Regions from separate parts of the Mus musculus genome. Here all the other regions are linked to region 2. The links are chromatin contacts, called in public Hi-C and promoter capture Hi-C maps. All regions are on one chromosome and are shown on one strand. The core of a region is the stretch at or near the end of the contact, and the rest is flanking DNA. Distances in the headings are between cores, read along the strand shown.

The links. Promoter capture Hi-C pulls out the DNA fragments that hold promoters and counts their contacts. Hi-C and Micro-C count contacts between places; a contact is called where the count stands out from the background.
Region 1: a contact with region 2 is called in a promoter capture Hi-C map of embryonic stem cells, with 3 times the contacts expected there. The contact joins the promoter of 2310015D24Rik here to the promoter of Mrtfb in region 2. A contact is called at or near these places in 5 of 39 promoter capture datasets (the 3T3-L1 cell line, the SN4741 cell line, embryonic stem cells and 2 more), 1 of 115 datasets of contacts at active chromatin or transcription factors (pancreatic cancer cells) and 1 of 9 other capture datasets (embryonic stem cells).
Region 3: a Hi-C map of double positive thymocytes shows a contact between it and region 2, with 4 times the contacts expected there. The contact joins the promoter of Bfar here to the promoter of Mrtfb in region 2. A contact is called at or near these places in 6 of 484 Hi-C or Micro-C datasets (LSK cells, double positive thymocytes, embryonic stem cells and 2 more) and 2 of 115 datasets of contacts at active chromatin or transcription factors (memory CD8 T cells and pancreatic cancer cells).
Region 4: a contact with region 2 is called in a promoter capture Hi-C map of pre-B cells, with 2.1 times the contacts expected there. The contact joins the promoter of A930007A09Rik here to the promoter of Mrtfb in region 2. A contact is called at or near these places in 3 of 39 promoter capture datasets (the 3T3-L1 cell line, cranial neural crest and pre-B cells) and 1 of 115 datasets of contacts at active chromatin or transcription factors (pancreatic cancer cells).

The regions. Positions count from the first base shown.
Region 1 is chr16:13,519,831-13,522,530 of GRCm38.p6, forward strand. 2310015D24Rik (RIKEN cDNA 2310015D24 gene) reads right to left here and starts at 1,277. Exons shown (of 4, transcript NR_160674.1): 1 at 1,160-1,277.
Region 2 is chr16:13,255,151-13,257,850 of GRCm38.p6, forward strand. Mrtfb (myocardin related transcription factor B) reads left to right here and starts at 1,331. Exons shown (of 17, transcript NM_001122667.2): 1 at 1,331-1,404.
Region 3 is chr16:13,670,587-13,673,286 of GRCm38.p6, forward strand. Bfar (bifunctional apoptosis regulator) reads left to right here and starts at 1,272. Exons shown (of 8, transcript NM_025976.5): 1 at 1,272-1,492.
Region 4 is chr16:13,753,312-13,756,011 of GRCm38.p6, forward strand. A930007A09Rik (RIKEN cDNA A930007A09 gene) reads left to right here and starts at 1,253. Exons shown (of 1, transcript NM_001357954.1): 1 at 1,253-2,700. The coding sequence starts at 1,333.

The sequences.
Region 1 (2,700 bases), core at 27-2,526, 260 kb after region 2:
ATAGCAGCTGGTGGATTGTGAGACTCGGGATGTCCAGGCAGTGATCTCAAATCTTTTTGCCCCATGTCTCTTTTAATGGCTTTGGTTCTGATAGAGAAGCCATGACTCTGCATAGACACTCCAGTTTTTCTTAAAATGCTTCTCTGGGCACTGAGGAGATGCCCCAGGAAGTAAAGCATTTGCCATTCGAGCATGAGGACCTAAGCTTGATCCCCCAAGCCCATGCAAAAATCAGGGTGTGACCCCAACACTGGGTGTGACAGAAGGATCTCAGAAGCTCCTTGGCCAGCCTACCCAACCTGGTGAGCACCAGGTCTCAGTAGGAGACCCTGTCTCAGAAACAATCAAACGAAAACCAAAAATCTGTAGGTAGCACCCAAGGAAATTTACACCCAAGGTTGACCACGTGCGTATGGTCATGTGCACACACACACACACACACACACGCACACGCACACAAACACAAACACACACATTGCATACAAGCAAATGCTTATCTTTCTCCTTCTTCTTTGTGGTACAGAGCAGAATGAAGCAGAGGGAGAGAAGCTCTTTCCTGCAGAGGAACGTTTGCTTCCAGAATTGAGCTGTTTCTCGGCACACTGGTCTATTTTTGCAGTAGAGCTGGCTGCCCCATGCCAAGGTTTCTCACCGCAAATAGAAGTTCTGGAAGGGCCTGCTAGTTTCCTCCAGCCTTCAGACACCTCTTCACATTTCATCTGGTTTATCCTCCCCATTCCCAAAAGGAAATATTTGGAGTATTTTCTGTTCCAGATAGGAGGCTCTCCCCAGGGCGCCCGGCTGGGCAGGAGCCTCATTTCACCCTCAGCCCTGGCCTCTGGTACAGCTTTCACTATCCGGGGAAGCTAAGCTTAGCTCCAGTGTGCCAGTCTAGATCCTAAACTGTAGTCCCAACCATGAGTAAAATAGAGTCCCAGAACCCCCTCCCGTGCCCCTGGTCCCTTCCAATCCCTGGCCCTTCTAAATGGCTGAGGCCCACCTGTCATTGAAACCAGGAGTTGGAAGTTCTTTACACAAGGATCATAGGCAAGATGACATTCAACTGAGACACTTTACAAAGAGATGCCTGAAGTCTGAATGTTCTAGAAACTATCCCTTATAGTTGAATCAAAACAGATGGAGTAAAAAAACAACAAACCTGTTGGTTCTCTGGTTGACCAGGGGGATTGCCAACCTCACAAAGACGTCAAGGGGCCAAAACTTCCTTTAGTTTGTCAGGGAGAAAGCTAGTTCTGGAGGTACTCAGAGTGAGCTTTAGAAGGTTCCAGAACAACAACAAATGCAGCAATCCGAAAAGTTCTCCCATCGCCTAAGTAACTCGGTGTCTTCCAGACTTCTTGTCAGACAGCGACTGAGTGATGCTGTAAACTGCTGTTAGCTTTCCTTTCTCCTTTTGGGGACGGTAGTAATAATGACAATACAGCTCCTGTCACATCAATGAGGCTCTCAGTGTGAGTGACAAGAGCGTCTTAGAGTTGGACTCCTGTACGTGAAAGACTCATTTTCCACGTGGCCCAGCTTGTTCAAACCTAAGGCACTGTCCATTTCAGAGTGCAGACTCCTGATGTCAACAAGACTTAGACACAGATTTGACCCTGAACAACTGTGGGACTTTCAGGGACTTCCAAGCTCTTGTGGGCACCAGAATCCCCAGGAGGCTGTGTCTGCAGACTGCTGGGCTGCATCCCTGGAGCTGTGAGTCAGTCGACCTGGAGTGGGGCCCAAGAATGTGCCTTTCTGAGTAGTTCTCAGGTGACACTGATGTGTCGGGATCTGGGCCACACCCTAAGAATAAGCAGCTTCAAAGACGCTGGCCCTGCCTCTGCCTCAGTGGTGGAGGTCTTAGTGAATCGTGTTATCATTCTGCTCTGTCCTGCCTTCTCCACGATTGTCCTTAACATCTTTAACTGATTTGAGGCGTGGGGTGCTGTGGGAATTGTGGAGAAATGTGTGTATGCTTGTATGAGTGTGGAAGCCAGAGATCGCTGTCAGGTGTCTTCATCAAGCGTCTCTTGCTGAACTCGACTCACCAATTGCCTAGACTTACAAGCCGGCCAGCGAGGATTGCCTGGGTCTACTTCCTCGGCTCTTGGATTACCGGCTTCTCTGTGGATGCTGGGGATTGAACTCGGATCCTATTGCTTGTGTGGCAAGTACTTTACATCTGAGCCATTTCCCCAGCCCCTTGTTTATTTGTTTTTGACACAGAGTCCCACCATATAACCCAGGGTGCTGCTGATCCTCCTGCCTCCTCCCTCCAATGCAGAGATAACAAGCGTGTGCTGACACATTTGGCTGACTTTAATTATATATGCTTATCAGAACAGTGTGATGAGTTTTTCTACGAATGTATACAGTGTTGGCCTTCATCAGAGTTGGGTAGGGAGCATAAGCATTCATCATTTCCTTGTGTTAGGAGCCTTTGAACTCACTTCTAGCCTGGGCTACATAACAAGACCCTTCTCAATATATAAATACAAAACCTGTTAGGTCCTAAAGAAACTCAGGACAAATGGCTAACCATGGTGCCTAATTAATATGCTGACGTGCATGGTGGCTGCAGGCTCACTCAGTACCTGCGGTTCCTCTCTGCCTCTCTCACCTCATTCCCTACTCTAAACCTATCCAGCTCAGGGGCTTCGCTTCCCCTGTGTCTAAGTTAGGGTTTTACTGCTGTGA
Region 2 (2,700 bases), core at 81-2,580:
TGCCAGGCCCTAGAGTCATGCAAATTCAAATACTGTGTTACTAAGACCATATGGGTATTTTCTTTATTGCAGGCTTCGGAAGTGTGATGGTTCGTATATGCTCTGCCCAGGGAGTGGCACTATTAGAAGATGTGGCCTTGTTGGAGTAGGTGTGTCACTGTGGGCATGGGCTTTAAGGCTCTCACCCTAGCTGCCTGGAAGCCATTCTTCTCCTAGCAGCCTTCAGATGAAGCTGTAGAACTCTCAACTCTTTCTGTACCATATCTGCCTGGTTGCTGCCATGTTCCTGCCTTAATGATAACGGACTTAACCTCTGAACCCGTAAGCCAGCCCCAATTAAATGTCCTTATAAGAGTTGCCTTGGTCATGGCAATTTTCTGTTTACAGCAGTAAAACTCTAAGGCACGAGGTTATGGGTACCCACTTTAGTGCATCTCACTATGCCAGCCTCTCTTCCTTAGAAGCAATTACTCTTAAGTTTTCTTTTGGGAAGAAGTCACACCGTAATGCAGTGGTTCTCAGCCTTCCTAATGCTGGGACCCTTTAATACAGTTCCTCATGTTGTGGTGATCCCCCAACCATAAAGTTATTTTGCTGTTATGAATCAATGTAAATGATACACAGAATCTGATATGCGACCCCCTGTGGCCCCGAACAGCTGACCTAACTCCACGAATGCCCTGGCTCTATGTCCATGAACCATTCTATCCTGGGTTCTCCCACTGTTTTCGAACATATTTTGCTTTTAGGGCTCTACAGAGTTGGAGAAAGTGTGAAAAGCGTTCTCTTGTCTAGTTGCATTAAGATGGGTTGCAACAGACCCCCTATTGGGGTCACTTCTTCCACTCGGAAGAACTACAGAGGGGTGGAGAGTGAGGCAGGGCTCAAGAGGAGGGGTTCCTACAGGTGCGGGTGTGGCATCAGAAACGCACCGACTCCACAGGCCGGTCTGCTCGTCCGCTGCAACCTCCTTCTGGAATGGGGAGGCGGCAAGAATGCACTTAGTGAGGCAGCATGAGCTGTTTGCTTGCTAGGGTAGCCGGCACTGACTGACCATCTATCTGACTGGGAGCAGCCAGAGCTTAGGCAGCAACCAAAGAGCTCCCAGCTCCGCAGCCCAGCTGCGCATGCGCCCCGGGGCAGCCAGGTGAGAGCGCGGCGGGAGCGGGCGGCCTCGCACCTGGGTTTTAACTTTTCCGGGTCAGGGGCGAGGGCGGATGCCGGGTGGGAGAAGGGAAGCAGGGTGTAAACCTCCGGGAGTCGGCTCGGCGCTACCTGGAGCTTCCAGGACGGGCTCCGTGCCTTCAGACGGGAGGAGGGTAAGCACGGGGGCGGAGCGAAGTCTCGCGAGATCCGGTGGTAGCTGCGGCAGCGGTGGCGGCGGCGGCGGCAGCGGCCGGGGAGGTGAGCGGCGAGCGGGTGCGAGGCGGCCGTTGGGACTGAGGCAGGGGAGAGCTGCGGAGGGCGAGGCCGGGCCCCGGGAGAGGGACGGACGGAAGGCCCGCGTCCTCGGTGGCCCCTCGAGGTTGCTGCGGCGCCTCCGGGTGCGCGCTGTCCCGGGACTCGCGCGGGGCGGGGCGGGGCGGGGCGGCCGCGGTCTCGGGGCTACCGGGTCCGGGCTTCCCTCGTCGGGGGTCCCCTGTGTGCGGCCGCGGCCCGATCTTCCCGGGCAGCCTGGAGTTGGTACCAGGCGCTTCGCTTGCGCGCTCCCACGCTGGAACTGCAGTGAGGTGCAGCAGCGCCTTGGCCGGAGCCACTCGACGGGGACGTGGTGGGATGGGGACGGCCCACGCCCCGGACTCACCTTCCATCCTCCTCCCCAGCCCTGCTCGCGGCTCTTCCCCTGGGGTCCCCGCGGGGCTGCAGAGGGTGTGTCTGCAAGCCCTCCCGAAATTGCACGCACGCAGCGTTCCGGGTTTCCAGGGAGAAAGTTTTCCACCGCTTTTGTTCTGTCCCTGAAACTTTGCCTAGTTCTCAGTGTTCAGAAGCTACCCTTTGGCCCTGTGTATGAGCAGACGCGGTGTGACAGTGACGAGGGGTGCGGCGGGTGTAGGGTCTCAGGCCACGAGGATAGCTCAAGGTTTGCCTCAGGCAAAGAAACTTTGAAAAGTTTGATTCTTTTCTGAAGCTTGAGATCGCACTCTTAGGATGAGCGGTTGTGAAGTTCCTAACTTTTGGTTCTGTGGCAAATGTTTGCCACCCTGACACGAAGTTCATACTATATCTTCCTATACGTGATCCAAGGTCAGTAGAGTGCTCTCCTTTAGATGTGAAGAAGAAATACGTGCTATGGCGTTAGTGCAGCCCAGACACCCAGCTAGGTAGGACGTAATATCACGGACCCTGCGGCTAGTGAGTATGTTTGGAGACACACACTCACGTATGTACGCATGCACTTGTGGGACAGTGAGTCTCAAAGTCAGGAACAAAGATTGGGACCTGAGATAAAACCGTGTTACTTGGGGTAATTGATGCTAATGAGAAAAACAATGTAGGCTGACTGACAGCGTGCAAGATAAATCACAGCCTGTCTCTGGTTAGGCTCAGATAATACAGCCCTCCAGGGATGCTGTATTCCAGGCTACATTGTAACCAATACAAAGCCCGAGTTCTCTACATTTAATGGAGTACACAAAATCCCTCATGCTTATTGTTAGTAATAAGGAAATAGAAGATTGAAATTGTTGCACTTGGCAGTAT
Region 3 (2,700 bases), core at 22-2,521, 420 kb after region 2:
ATTCCTTTAGAGGTGGCTGATCTCAAACTCATTCCATAGCTAAGTCTCCATAGTCTTAAACTTTTTTTTCTTTTTCAAGACAGAGCTTCTCTGTACAACAGTGCCCTGGCAGTCTTAAGAGGACTCACTTTGTAGGCCAGGCTGGCTTCGAACTCACAGAGATCCTGCCTCTGCTTCCTGAATTCTGGGGTTAAAGCGCTACCATGCCTGACAGCCTTCAACTTCGAATCCTCTTGCCTACTCCTTGCCTCGTTTGGGGATTACAGGTGTGCCACCGAGCCCAGTTCGTTTATATGCTACTGGGATCGAACTCAGCACAGCTTGGTATGTTAGTCAAGCAGTGTACCAACTGAGCTTCATTCCCAGCCCCATCTCCAACAACGTAGAGATGTTAAAATTTTGAAAGATCAAATCAATGATTGTCCAATTAAAGCAAGCTGTATTTGGGGGGTACACCTAGGCTAACTGACTGTCTCCTCCTAAATCGGGTTTTGAGAGAGCAGCCTCTGCTGGCTTATAGGAGATAAGAGTTTAAAGAGTTGTTTAAAGAGTTGGCTATTGCCGGGTCTGGTGGCGCATGCCTTTAATCCCAGCACTTGGGAGGCAGAGGCAAGTGGATTTCTGAGTTTGAGGCCAGCCTGGTCTACAAAGTGAGTTCCAGGACAGCCAGGGCTATACAGAGAAACCCTGTCTCGAAAACAAACAAACAAACAAACAAACAAACAAAACCCGAGTTGGCTATTAACACGTTTTTATAAAGATACAATGAAAGGGAAGGAACGAGGGCACGTACATGTGAATGGGGTTGCAAACAGTTTATTAAATCAGAACTGAGAAACAGGAACTTTTTCTTTCTTTGGTTAAGTTTCACTATGTAGCTTTGACTGTCTTGGAATTCACTCCGTAGACTAGACTGGCTTCGAACTCACAAAGATCATCCTGCCAAGCATGGTCTCACAACGTCATAGATTGAAAACATAGTACCATTGAGTTCTCAACAGATCTAGATCAAGGTGGGTAGCTGCGGAGTAAATGTGATAACGCCATTTTACCCCAAATTCCGACTCTATAAATAAAACTTTAAGGACTGCTTCTGTGGTTTTCTTCATAAATGTGAAGTTAAGATCTATTACGATGCATTCGGGCACTGTGGGAGACTTTGATGGCTGAATAAAGCTAGCTAAATACGGGAACGCAATCCAGCTGGAACCTCCAGACCTGGGGCGGTGACTTCTGTGCTTGGCTCGGACGAAAAGGAAGGGGCGGGTCGCGTTGGTGCGCATGCGCCCGCATGCCCCTAGAGCAGCCGCTCTAGGCAGCCGGAGGTCGCACGGGGTTGAGAGCATAAAGAGGTCTCTCCTCTATGGTTGCGGGAGCTGATCGTAGTCGGCCCCTAGGCCCAGGTTATTTCCGGAAGCGAAGCCTTGTCCTCTACTTCCGCGGGGTCCTGGCAGGTGGCGGTGACAGAGTGGGTACCAGGACTAGTGGCGAGGTGAGCTTCGGCACGGTGTGGGGTGGTAATGGTCCGGCAGGGCGCTTGGCTTGAGAGTGCGGCGCGGGAGACGGAACTGAACCCGCTCCCGGAGCTGCGCTGGCGGGGACTGAACCCGCTCCCGGAGCTGCGCTGGCGGGGTGGGTCCAGGCTCTGGGGCCTCCTCACCCCGGCCTGGACGCGTCCCAGCAGGGCTGCGGACCGTAGCCCCTTCCCTTACGAGGCGAAGACCCACGCCACTGCAGGTCTCTAGTCCTCCCCCGCGTCGGGGTCTGGGTCAGAGCCACTCGACCCTGGGGTGGTGACAGAGATGGGTCTTGTTTCCACTTACTTGCGGGCTATGGGCGCCCGCCACGTCGGCTAAATCCGAGGCACCTTCCTGTCCCAAGGCAGAGGGTTTCATAATGGGAAGTGAGGATAACGGAACATCAGACTCCAAAGTGACACCGAGGCTGACCTAGAACTTAGCTCTTCTCATTCCCATACACACGACTCAAAAATCGTGTGCTGATGAGAGCGTGTGTGTGTGTGTGTGTTTTAGAAGAGAGACGCTGTGTCTAACTGGGGACCTTTAACTGGGCAAGGGGCAAACCCCTAACTTTGGTTGAGAAGAGAAAGTGGGAGCCATTGGGTCCTCCCCACGGAAGCCCATTGGCCCGCCCTTGGAGTGGCCCCAACGTCACACCAGGAGAGGCCAATGCGAAGGAGTTTTCCTTTCACCTTTAGGTACGGACTGCACGTGCTGATGAAGTTTTATTTACTTTTGTCAGTGCTCTTTTATAAACAGCCTGGATGTGTCCCGACCAAAGTGCACGGTATATGCCAGGGAATATCGTCCATAAACCTGATGGGAAAGCTGTACTCTGTCCAGGCTGTTCACACACACACACACACACACACACCCTTTTCCCCCTTTCTCTCTGGCAGTATAAATGCTAACCACACTGTTAACAGCATTCAGTAAAATGTGACAGTTAGTAATGCTATTATTATCAGTCAGCAAACTTTTTACCTGGTCGAAGTTTGACATCTAATCCCACAATCCTTTAGCGATAATATTAGTATGGCTTGATAAATGGAAAGTAATGAAGCTCGAGGAGAACAAAGGGTGACCAGATTGGGAGCCCAGGTTGGCCTCGCTCTGAAGACTTAACTTTGGTTTTGGTTCTTTGTTTGTTTATTGGGGGGGGTGCATTTTGAGACAGGGT
Region 4 (2,700 bases), core at 3-2,502, 500 kb after region 2:
TTATACTTTATTAACTTTTTATTCTTTGACAATTTTATACATAGATTTCTTGATTATATCCACTTCCAACTTCCTGGACACACCTTCAGGTCTTTTTATTTTCATCCATTCATTTTGACACAGGGTCTCACAGTATAGTCCTGGTTGGCCTGGAATTCTCAAGTTAGGACAGGCTGACTTCCAACTCAGAGATCTGCTTGCTTCTGCTTGTTGAGTGCTAGGACTAAAGTCCTGCACTATCATGTCTGACCTTTTTAAAAACATTTTAATAGGGGCTGGTGAGATGGCTCAGCGGTTAAGAGCACTGACTGCTTTTCCAAAGGTCCTGAGTTCAAATCCCAGCAACCACATGGTGGCTCACAAACCATATGTAACAAGATCTGACACCCTCTTCTGGAATGTCGGAAGACAGCAACAGTGTATATAATAAATAAATAAATCTTTTAAAAAAAACACTTTAATAACCCTCTGATTCCAATTTGTATTGCTTGAATGCTCAGGCCAAGTAGGGACAACCTATCATTCTTTATTCCTTTATAATTTTCTATCTATACGTTTGAAAATGCTTAAGAGTAGTTTTCTCCAAGTATAGTGGCGTGTGCCTATAGGCCTAAGTAAATGTGGCCTGAACTACAGGCCTAAATCTATTTAAAATGTACCAAATGTTTTAAAATCCATCAAACACACACATAAAGGTCAACCTTTTTCTCCTTTCATCCTACCCTCTCCCTCCCAGCCTCTACAATACATGGTTGGTTGGCGGGGGTGGGGGGGGTGGGGGGGTGGGGGGGTGGGGTGGGGGGGGGGACGGACGGACGGACACGCGATGGGGTCTATTAGGTCCTTGGGCAAGTTTATCAACAGTCACCAGAGAAGATGGGAGTACAGACCTAACAACACTAGATGCTAACTGCACCTGAGGCCAAGAAGATTCTCGCCCCAGGTACCGCTAGTTTCATTGTCATAAATTCTACTTCTTTTTTTTTTTTTTTTCCATTTTTTATTAGGTATTTAGCTCATTTACATTTCCAATGCTATACCAAAAGTCCCCCATACCCACCCACCCCCACTCCCCTACCCATAAATTCTACTTCTTGATACACCTAAGGATCCCAGACTGAGAAAAGCTGCCCGGGCTAGCACTGGGCGCAAACGCAGAAGGTTCAGCAGGTCGTCGTGCGCACGCGCAGCTCCCTTGGCCCGCTCCAGTTTCCTGGTGTGGAGCAGAATGCCGCTTCCCGCCCCGCCCCTTGCGTTGCCATGGAGAGTGTCTAAAGCCCGCCTGTGGCAGCGCCCTGGGCCTGGTGTCCTCTGGCGGGGTTTGCGTGGAAGATGTTGAGCCTCTCGGAGCTTCCGCAAAAGAACACAGACTTGGCGGAGATGCAGTCCGGGCCCTTGGGTCGCTGCAGTCACTTTTTTTGGCTGGGCGTCGCCTTCGACGCGGTGGGTGTGGCAGTGCTGTTCACTGGCGTCTTCGCCAACTTGCTGTTCTACGACATGCTGCTCTATTTGGGTTCCATCATCATCTTCGTCAGTCTCCTGTGGTGGATCTCCTGGTACACCGGCAACATAGAGGCGCTCCCGGAAGACCCCTTGAGGGGGACTTCGCCCCGCGAGAGCGGGGTGCACCGTAGCGGCAGCCGTCGCTTCTCGCTGACCCTTAGGAGCGTCTCCGACACCTTTCAGCGGATTCGCCGGCGACGGCGGCGGCGACTCCACCCGCGGGTCGTCCAGCGGATCAGTAGCATCAGCTCTACGGACCCGGGGCAGCTAGAAAGGAACTGCGACGCCAGAACCTCGGGTGGCAGAGCGTTGTTCCGTTCAGCGAAGCCTGAGGCTGTTCTGAATCAGTTTAGCAGAGTCCAGACCTCTAAGAGCCTGCCTCTGGGCATTGTCCACACCGGTCTTTCCATTTGTACTTCTAGGAGTCAACCTGTCTTTTCAGTGACTTCGCAGACCTACCCTTTGGCGTCTGACAGCAATTCTCAGATGGCAATGTCCTCTGACAGCCATGTGTATTTGGACTCTCACTCTCAGGAGCACTCTAAAATCAGTGTGGCCTCTCAGATCTACCCTCTGGAACGAGAAGAAAGTCAGAGCCACCTCTTGGTGATCCCTGACAGTTTATCTATGGTACCCGTGACCTCTCAAAGCCAAATCCTGCCCTCTGTATCTTCTGAAAGCTGTGTGCCTTTGGGCCCTCACTCTCAGGGGCGCTCTAAGATCAGTGTGGCCACTCAGATCTACCCTCTGGAACGAGAAGAAAGCCAGAGCCACTTCTTGGTGATCCCTGACAGTTTATCTATGGTACCTGTGACCTCTCAGAGCCAAATCCTGCCCTCTGTATCTTCTGAAAGCTGTGTGCCTTTGGGCCCTCACTCTCAGGGGCGCTCTAAGATCAGTGTGGCCTCTAAGATCTACCCTCTGGAACGAGAAGAAAGCCAGAGCCATCTCTTGGTGATCCCTGACAGTTTATCTATGGTACCTGTGACCTCTCAGAGCCAAATCCTGCCCTCTGTATCTTCTGAAAGCTGTGTGCCTTTGGGCCCTCACTCTCAGGGGCGCTCTAAGATCAGTGTGGCCACTCAGATCTACCCTCTGGAACGAGAAGAAAGCCAGAGCCACTTCTTGGTGATCCCTGACAGTTTATCTATGGTACCTGTGACCTCTCAAAGCCAAATCCTGCCCTCTGTATCTTCT